Regions from separate parts of the Zea mays genome. Here region 2 is linked to region 1. The links are chromatin contacts, called in public Hi-C maps. All regions are on one chromosome and are shown on one strand. Each heading gives the region's core, a stretch centred on a gene start, on an enhancer-like site or on the middle of the called end of the contact. The rest is flanking DNA. Distances are from core to core; before and after follow the strand shown.

Evidence for each region. A called contact is a pair of places that touch in the nucleus more often than the background predicts.
Region 2: a Hi-C map of bundle sheath shows a contact between it and region 1, with 2.3 times the contacts expected there. The contact joins the promoter of NAR here to the promoter of LOC103627798 in region 1. A contact is called at or near these places in 2 of 25 Hi-C or Micro-C datasets (bundle sheath and ear).

Annotation. Positions count from the first base shown.
Region 1 is chr5:218,982,470-218,986,559 of Zm-B73-REFERENCE-NAM-5.0, forward strand. It overlaps LOC103627798 (auxin-induced protein 15A), which reads left to right and starts at 1,722. Exons shown (of 1, transcript NM_001157540.2): 1 at 1,722-2,893. The coding sequence starts at 2,246. The coding sequence ends at 2,614.
Region 2 is chr5:219,127,654-219,131,695 of Zm-B73-REFERENCE-NAM-5.0, forward strand. It overlaps NAR (Nitrate reductase [NAD(P)H]), which reads right to left and starts at 2,353. Exons shown (of 4, transcript NM_001175872.2): 1 at 1,316-2,353; 2 at 1,088-1,228; 3 at 612-844; 4 at 1-501. The coding sequence starts at 2,279.

The DNA of each region.
Region 1 (4,090 bases), core at 472-2,971:
TCTATGTACAATGGTGTAGCGGTTTATGCATGGTAAGGTATACTTCCTCCGTTTCTTTTTATTTGTCGCTGGATAATACAATTTTACACCATCCAGCGGTAAATAAAAAGAAACGGAAGGAGTATTATTTATTAATTACCAAAAGCTATGAGTTCGCTAATCGCTATCACAGGAGTTTTGTTCAATCAACAAAGCCTACAAAAGGCGTGTCCTAATCTTCAGCCTATATATTAATTATTATCGTTTATGAGATCCACGCACGCGTCAACCTAGCAAACCAAGAGACAAAATAAACGACGACCAGTATAGCGTCATCCTGTGATCATCTGAGCATCAAATACCTACCTACGTCGTCTAAGGCAGTGTTTGGTTTCTTTAGTCCAAGGACTAAAGTTTAGTTAGTAGACCAAAGTTTAATCCCTAACATGTTTGGTTCTAGGGGCTAAAAATAGTAAGAATATACTAAATGACTCATAATAAGACTAAAATAGCCTTTAACATTCTCCTGCTATTAGTACAATTAAACTAAACGTGGGGTAAATGTGGAATTAATATAGTTTAGTTCCTTTTAACACATATGTGAAGGACTAAAGACTAAATCATTTTAGTCCTAGTGTTTGGGAAAAAAAAAGATTAAATGAGACTAAAAACTAGAGACTAATCTTTAGTCCCTCCAACAAAACACCCCTAAGGTTTGCGAGCCTATCGAGACCAGCACGATCATCGGTAGTATGAACGAGCAGAAGGCTCCAATATCCAAAATTACAATGCACTCATGATGACGGCATTGATATTGTGCCTCACATGGATGTTAGATGGATCGGACAACCGTTAATTAGATAAGTAGACGCACGTACCTTTTTCTAGCTAGTTACGTGTGGTATCCAAATTAGTAGAAGAGCGCGAACGATCGAGATGTATTTGTGGGTGTCATTCGTTCAATTCATCCGTGTCACTTGATGGCCTCGCTCCAAGAGTGGCCCCATGACATCATGAGAAAAAAAAGGAATAAATACGCCGTGGCCCAGCTGCATGATCGATCAAGCTGATGTTTCTTGAAATTTTTCTTCGTGTTGCTTCACACACACCGCAACTAATATAGCTGGTCCTCCGAGATATATATATTACCACGTATGACGTATGCACATGTCGGGGAGGGGGGTAGAAAGAGAGAAAATATATGCGGATCAGCAGTCTTCGCCGTGCAAATATCCGTGTAGTACTGATGTAGGAGTAGTGGAGTAGACGCACACACACTCGTAATTAAGCATGGCATGAAACAACTTGAAGAGTACACCAACCTCGTTTGATCGATCGGAAAAGGATCCAAATCCAGAGGATTACTCCAGCCTACATGCTTGGCTAGCTAGCGACCGATCCACCGTCATCGTCATCTCATCTGGTTTGCCGGGGCCCACTCGATCGCGCGGCCAGTGCAGCCTCCAGCCATCGTGGATTCGTGGGGGCAGGCAACTGGGCAAGCGCCACCAGCAGCCATCGACCGCGCGCAGCAGCCAACTGAAGCGGCTCGCACTTGTCCTGCCGGGATGTCGATTCCACCACTCTCTCCGTCCGTGGCCCACGGTCCACAGCAGGACGTCCCCCCGGACCTGCCTGCACTGCACGCACCATATCCTCGCCTCCGATCCATCCACGGCCACCCATCCGCCGCCGCCCGTCCATGTCCATTCCGAGGACCAAATAATGCCAGGGCATCGATCGATCAGGCCTGGGCCTGGGCCTGGGCGTCGTCAGTTCGCAGCTCGCGGACGGAACGGAGCTTAGTGCGATCTGTCTCACCCGGAGCTGAGGAAGGCTGCCTTTCCTTTCCTTTCCTCTCCTTTCCTTTCCGTAACACAAAGGACGTACTAGTTCGTGCACCCGCACGCACCCCGGCCAGCCACTAGGCACACTACCGCACTTTGCAGTAGCTCCCGGGTCCCGGCCCGCCCAGCAGATGGAGAGTCCCCTATAAAAACCAGCACGAGTGGCACGAAACGCCTCGCACCACACCGAGGGATAAGAAGAAAGAAAGAAAAAAAAACTAGGCATTCTGCTTGCTTGCTTGGGGCGCTCTAGTGCTCGCTTGCTGCACCTGCACCGGTCGCGCACAGCCTGGGAAGAGGCGAGCTGAGGTCTGAGGAAGCCGAGAAGCCGGGCTCAGCGTGCGTACAGGGACAGAGACGGCAAGCCGGAGCATCGATCCGTTGGTGCAAGCAGGACCGGAGGATCACCACTCAGAGCCATGCTGCAGCACGGCGAGGAGAAGAAGGGGAAGGTGAAGAAGGGGTGGCTGGCGGTGCGCGTCGGGGCGGCGGAGGGCGACGGCTCCCAGCAGCGCTTCGTCATCCCCATCGCGTACCTGTACCACCCGCAGTTCCGGCGCCTGCTGGAGGCCGCGCGCGACGCCTACGGCTACGACTACTCCGCGGGGCCGCTGCGCCTGCCCTGCTCCGCCGACGAGTTCCTCCGCCTGCGCGCGCTCGTCGAGCGGGAGGCGCAGGCGCCCTCGTCGTCGTCCTCGCACCACCACCGCGTCCACGCCGGCGGGGGGTCCCACGGCGGCCACTACTCCCTCTCCTCCCCGTGCACCCGCGCAAGGGTCACCTCGTGATCGACCGACGACCTCGGCTTTCCTACGCGTGTGTGGTGGTGTCTGGTGGTGTGTGTAGAGCGAGGGACAGTATAGTTGTTCGTAGATTAGGTAGCTATCTAGCTAGCCCTGCAGGGGTGCTGTGCTTGTGCTTCCTCTTCGATAGATTTCCAGTTTTGTCTCTTTGTTGTTGGCCCTTCCCTTGTACTCTTCTCTGCATGCGTTTGATCCTGCAGGCGCATGTACTATACTAATGAATTAACTAACACATGGATCGGTGTATAGTTACTAGTTACTACACATCGATCAGCTGCACTTGTTCATCAGTCATTTCAGAACTGGTCGTCGCTTCGAAATCCAGCTACCTACAGTCTCTAGAAAGATAACCGTACGATGCGTAGTATCAGCAGCACTGGAAGACTAGATAGACTACTGCTTAATTTGGCGTGGATATGAGGACCGAAACGTGTGGGGGCAGAGTTCATCGAGCAAAGAATAAACCAACGCCACGATCGATCGATCGAGAGAGAGAGAGAGAGAGGTGGAATCCAGGCACCAATCTCAAACCGGAGAGGTAGTGCTTTCAGTTCAGATATCCTTTTCCCTTTTATTATCGATTACCTGTTCTGTTCCGTCCGTCGATTATTCTCCCACGCGTTGCAGAGCTATATAGTGCTAATCATGCATGGTCTTCTGCCAGATTTGGCTCTGCGGAGCTTTAGGTCTGGTGCTCCTTGTCTTCCGTTGCCGGTTCGTGTCGTGTCGTCCTGGTCCTGGCCGAGTCAGGTGGAGGACGCCTTTCTGCCTGTACGACAATTGACACCCTAGCCTAGCTATTCCCTACCACTTCGTCACTTTTGTGCTCAACGTGTGGTTATAGACTTAGACTCCATATAGTAGGCCATCGATCGAGATAGAGTTGGGCAATACCTAGGTAGCTTGAGCCATCGAGGCTAGCTTGTGATAATCTACTACTAGCTTATATACGCTGTGTGCAACTAGTCCACCTTTGAGCAATACCCTAGGGCTCTTGTTGGTGTCACTACGCAAAATTGATTATTAGTAGTGGTACCAAAAAGAACTTGTAACTGATCTGATCCCACTGTCAAAGCACAAGTATATATAGCACGTACATGCCCGTACGTATCTCACTCGCACTGACATGGGATATCATATATTAACCCCAACGTGCACGCGTTTTTTTGAGAGTTAGTTGAGACACATCCCCCTTTTTGTCGCACTAGACAAAAACAACCACGGGACGGGATGAGGTTCTTTCGCTAGCCCAGGAATCACGTAGAGGTTGAGTGCAGGCCTCGCTCACTCTCATCTCACCCCAGCAAGGGAGCCCATTCGTCCCGGGTCGCTTGCATCGCCATGCTCTTAAGGCTTTTTTGGCTTTTGCCAAAGAGGCGGCGAGGCGATGATGGCCGCACCCGCATGCGTTTTGCTCGCCACTAGTAGCTGCGGTGGTTTGGTTTCTGATCCATGATCTTT
Region 2 (4,042 bases), core at 1,103-3,602, 150 kb after region 1:
AGCGGGGGCCTCGACGATGGCCTTGAGGTCGGCGTGGCTGTTCTGCGGGGAGTAGTCGCTGCCGGTGACAACGAGCTCGCCCACGCGGTACATCTCGAGGAGGCCGCGGGCCTTGTCGGAGTGGATGGCGTCGAACTCCTCGGTGCAGTCGGTGCCGGCGTTGATGAGGATGCTGTCGGCACCGCCCGGGTGGTCCTTGAGGAAGCCCGTGCAATCGTAGATGTGGCCGTGCACGATGATCCAGGCGGAGTCCGGGGACGTGTGGCGGCGCACCTCGGACATGGTGTACTGCGCGGTGGCCGTGTTCATGAAGGGCGTGGACGTGCTCTTCTTCAGCGTGCTCTGCGCGCTCTCCGATGTCTCGAGGTGCTTCTGCCGCGCCATCCAGCCGCCCGGCTGGTTGCCCGGCTGCGCCGGGTGCTCGAACACCATGCCGATCTCGCCCTTGTGCGGCCGGCACGCGTTGATCTTCACCCGGAACCAGCAGTTGTTCATCATGCCCTGCGCGTAGAGGAACAGACGCACGTGCGTGTATTTAAGCTAACACAGTCGTGGAGAGGAGGACATGCATGGTTCCACGGGAAGGGAAACACGATGGAGCGGCAACTCACCATGAGGTTCCAGACAAGCTTCTCCGGCTGGGTGTTCATGGCCTCGTCCCAGGCGCGGACGGCGATTTCCTTGGCCCCGAGCACGTCGAGCACCTCGACGTCGACGGACCAGAAGCACCAGCACCAGTACTTGCCGTACTTGGTTGGACGCTCCGGGTGGTCGAGCGAGCACACATGCCACGTCTCGCCGCCGTCCAGCGTCACCTCCACCCGGGTTACTTTCCGGCCGCCACCTGGCAACAGAGGCACCACCACCGTGAGTTTCGGTTTTAGCCCACAAGGAAACTAGGAAAATAGGCTTGGAAAGCCCAATAGAAGCCTCAAACGTTGTTTCTTTACTGGGCTTTAACATGGAGAAAGCCCGAGCTCAAACAAAATTCGGATCGCTCTTCCTTGACTCCGACTCAGATCCAGGGGGCGTGGGTGATGCAATGCAAGATGGGATGATGAAATGCTGCGTTGTTGGACTCACTCACCGGAGTATGCGTATCCTTTGATCGTATACGGCCGCTGCGTCGTGAGGGCGTTGATGGGCAGCACCTCGTCGTGTCCTGGTGTGGTGATCACCGAGTTGATGTTCAGCTCGTTTATCATGCACTCCGGCTTGTACCACCACGCTGTACAACAGAGAGAACATTTATTAGCGTCGTCGCCCTCGCACACGTTGGCGAGCAGAGGAAACAAAACTAGACCGATGTACAAACCTTCGGCATTGGCGAGGTCGGCGTCGACGTGGGACGGCAGCACCCGGTTGTCGCGGTAGTGGTAGTAGCTCTCGGACTCGCTGGACGCGACGATGATCCGCTTGAGCCACTTGACCATGCGGCCGCCGATGAACCCGGGCACGATGACGCGCACCGGGAAGCCGTGGTCGGGCGCGAGCGGCTCCCCGTTCTGCATGTAGGCGAGGATGACGTCGCGCGCGGGGTCCATGGCCACCCCGCGGCGCAGGCTGGTGCCGTACTTGCCGCCGCCGCCGCCGCCGGGGAGGTCCTCGGCGCCCTCGAAGCAGACGTTGGCGGCGCCGTCCGCGGCGCCCATGACGCCGCAGCGGCGCAGCACGTCGCGGAGGCGCGCGCCGCGCCACACGGACGTGGAGATGGCGCCGGGGCCCCAGTTGAAGCCGACGGTCTGGCGCACCATGTTCTGCTCCTTGCGCCGGTTGCCCGCGCACACCAGCGTGACGGGGAGCTCCACGGCCTCGAACTCCGTCACCAGCTGCTCCATGGTGAGCCTGGCGGGCCGCCTCACGAGCCCCGCCACCTCCACTGTCCAGGTGGACCAGTCCGCCCGGGGGACCGCCCCGTGGTTGCGCACGTAGTGGAGCGGCGCCGGGGTGATGAAGCCGTGCGCCATCAGCCGCGGCACCGGCGGCTCCGAGTTGAAGGGGTGCTTGCCCGTGAGCCGGACGAGCGCCGGGTGGCGCCGCACCCACGCGTCGGAGGTGGCCTCGTCGCGTGGGTCGTGGGCGGGCGGCTCCACCTCCAGGCGCGGGCTGTACAGCGACCGCCAGTCCGGGGGAATGCTGTCCTCGTCCTCGGAGTCGGAGTCGGGGCCGGTGCGGCGCTTGCCTCCTGGGCCGCCGGAGCGGAACATGTCGAAGCTCTTGGGAGGCGCATTGGCCGGCCACGGGTGGGGGGCCAGGTGCCGCTCAACGGAGGCCGCCATTGTCGGCACGAGCTGCGGGAACGGTTTGTTTTAATTGTGATGACCAGAGCTGGAGGTTAATCGGAAGCTCAGAGTGGCATCTGGTCTTGGAAGCTGGGGAGGTGGTGGTGCGGCGTTTATATAGGGACGGACGACAGAGCTCGCGCGCGGTGGTTCTCTTCTCGTGGCTGGAAACAAGAAACATGGTGCGCTCCACTGGTGTTTCTTTTCCATCCTATACAAACGGCTTCACTTGCATGGCCGACTGGCTGAAAACGATATTTTAGTTTTCCCGTGCAGATAGCAAGCACTAATTTGTAATTTCAAGTCGCAATCGCATACCGCTAGCTGGACTATTCAGAGTTATCTCTTTCTTTTTTTTTCTTTCGCTGATGAAACAAGTAGGCTGTTCAGGATTTCAGAAGGCTGTTGTTTCGGCACCGGTTAGTTGCATTGGCCTTCTCATCAGAGTTGAAGTTGGACACATCACACCACACATGTGCAGCCCTCCGGTGAATGCCGTGGCCGTGTTGTACTGAAAGGTCACTAGGACTACTACTTCTGATGCGAATGCAAATCGAAGTGGAATGCTGTTGGTCTGACACCAACCTCAGCTTCACCTTTAGGTCTTGTTCGTTTGTGTCGGATTAGTGGGTCGGAATAATTCCCGGCCGGATTGTTTCTCTAATTTATATAAACTTTGATTAGCCGGAATGATTCCGGGTGCAATCCGACGCAAACGAACAAGGCCTTACGTGACACGACAAAGGAAGGGGAGGCGGACGGCAAGAGTGAGTGCGGCAGCTGCAACCATCCCCGAATGCCGCTTGCCTGAGAGACGACCTTTCCCGGGTGAAATCCTGAGGAGCTCCTGGACTGGACAGTGGACACCGTGCGCGTCTGAGATGAGCGCCTTGGGACGGGAGGCCTTTGCCTGGACACGCTAGCTCCCGTCGCTTCTTTCCTGCTTCCTTTCGGTTTCGCCGACTAGTTTATGCAGATCTGCCGGGCACCATTGGCTTCTTTTTTTTCTCTCGTTGCTCTGTTTTTTTTTCACGTCTACTTCGCCAATCACAGGTGGGTATCTTGATCGTCCTAGCTACAAGGTTAACCAAGCGTAGGGGGTTTGTAGTTTGTATACATATACACCGAACTTACTGAAGCTGTTTCTTGCATTTTTTGACGCTGTAGAACATGGTTATAAATAAAATCTGTTAAAAGACACTAGGACAAAGAAGCTCAATATGCACGAAGCAGCTTGATATATTTATTAGGTTCCTTCCATTTTGAATCCCAAATATCTAGTAGACAGGAGGTGTAATACTAATCAGCCCTTGATATTCATTATACGGGGACCGCGTCCTGAACGTATCTTGTAAGTTGTACCTGCATTGTTTTCTCCCCCTCTCTGAACAAAGTCAGAAAGTGATAGCGCGAAGTCAGAACTATAGCTAATGAACACAAGAGTGCCTCCATTCGCAGCTCTCAATTCAGACCAAAAAGAAAAAGAAAACCTCAGAGATCAATTAATGACCACTCCACAATCTGTCACTGGTCACTAGTATAAAACAAGCAGATCTTTGGGTACATTAATAAACTCGGCAAATATTACTATGTTAAACCATCCGTGACGCAACGCAACGCAAGAGTAGCTAAGCTAGCTAATCACGAACCATAAGATACTGCTCCCCCGTCCCAGCCGCCCACTTCGACAGGGAAAATGCACAGGTCTCAGACTAAATGATTGGTGTGGCCTGCGGTAATCGCTAGTCCAATTAACAAGG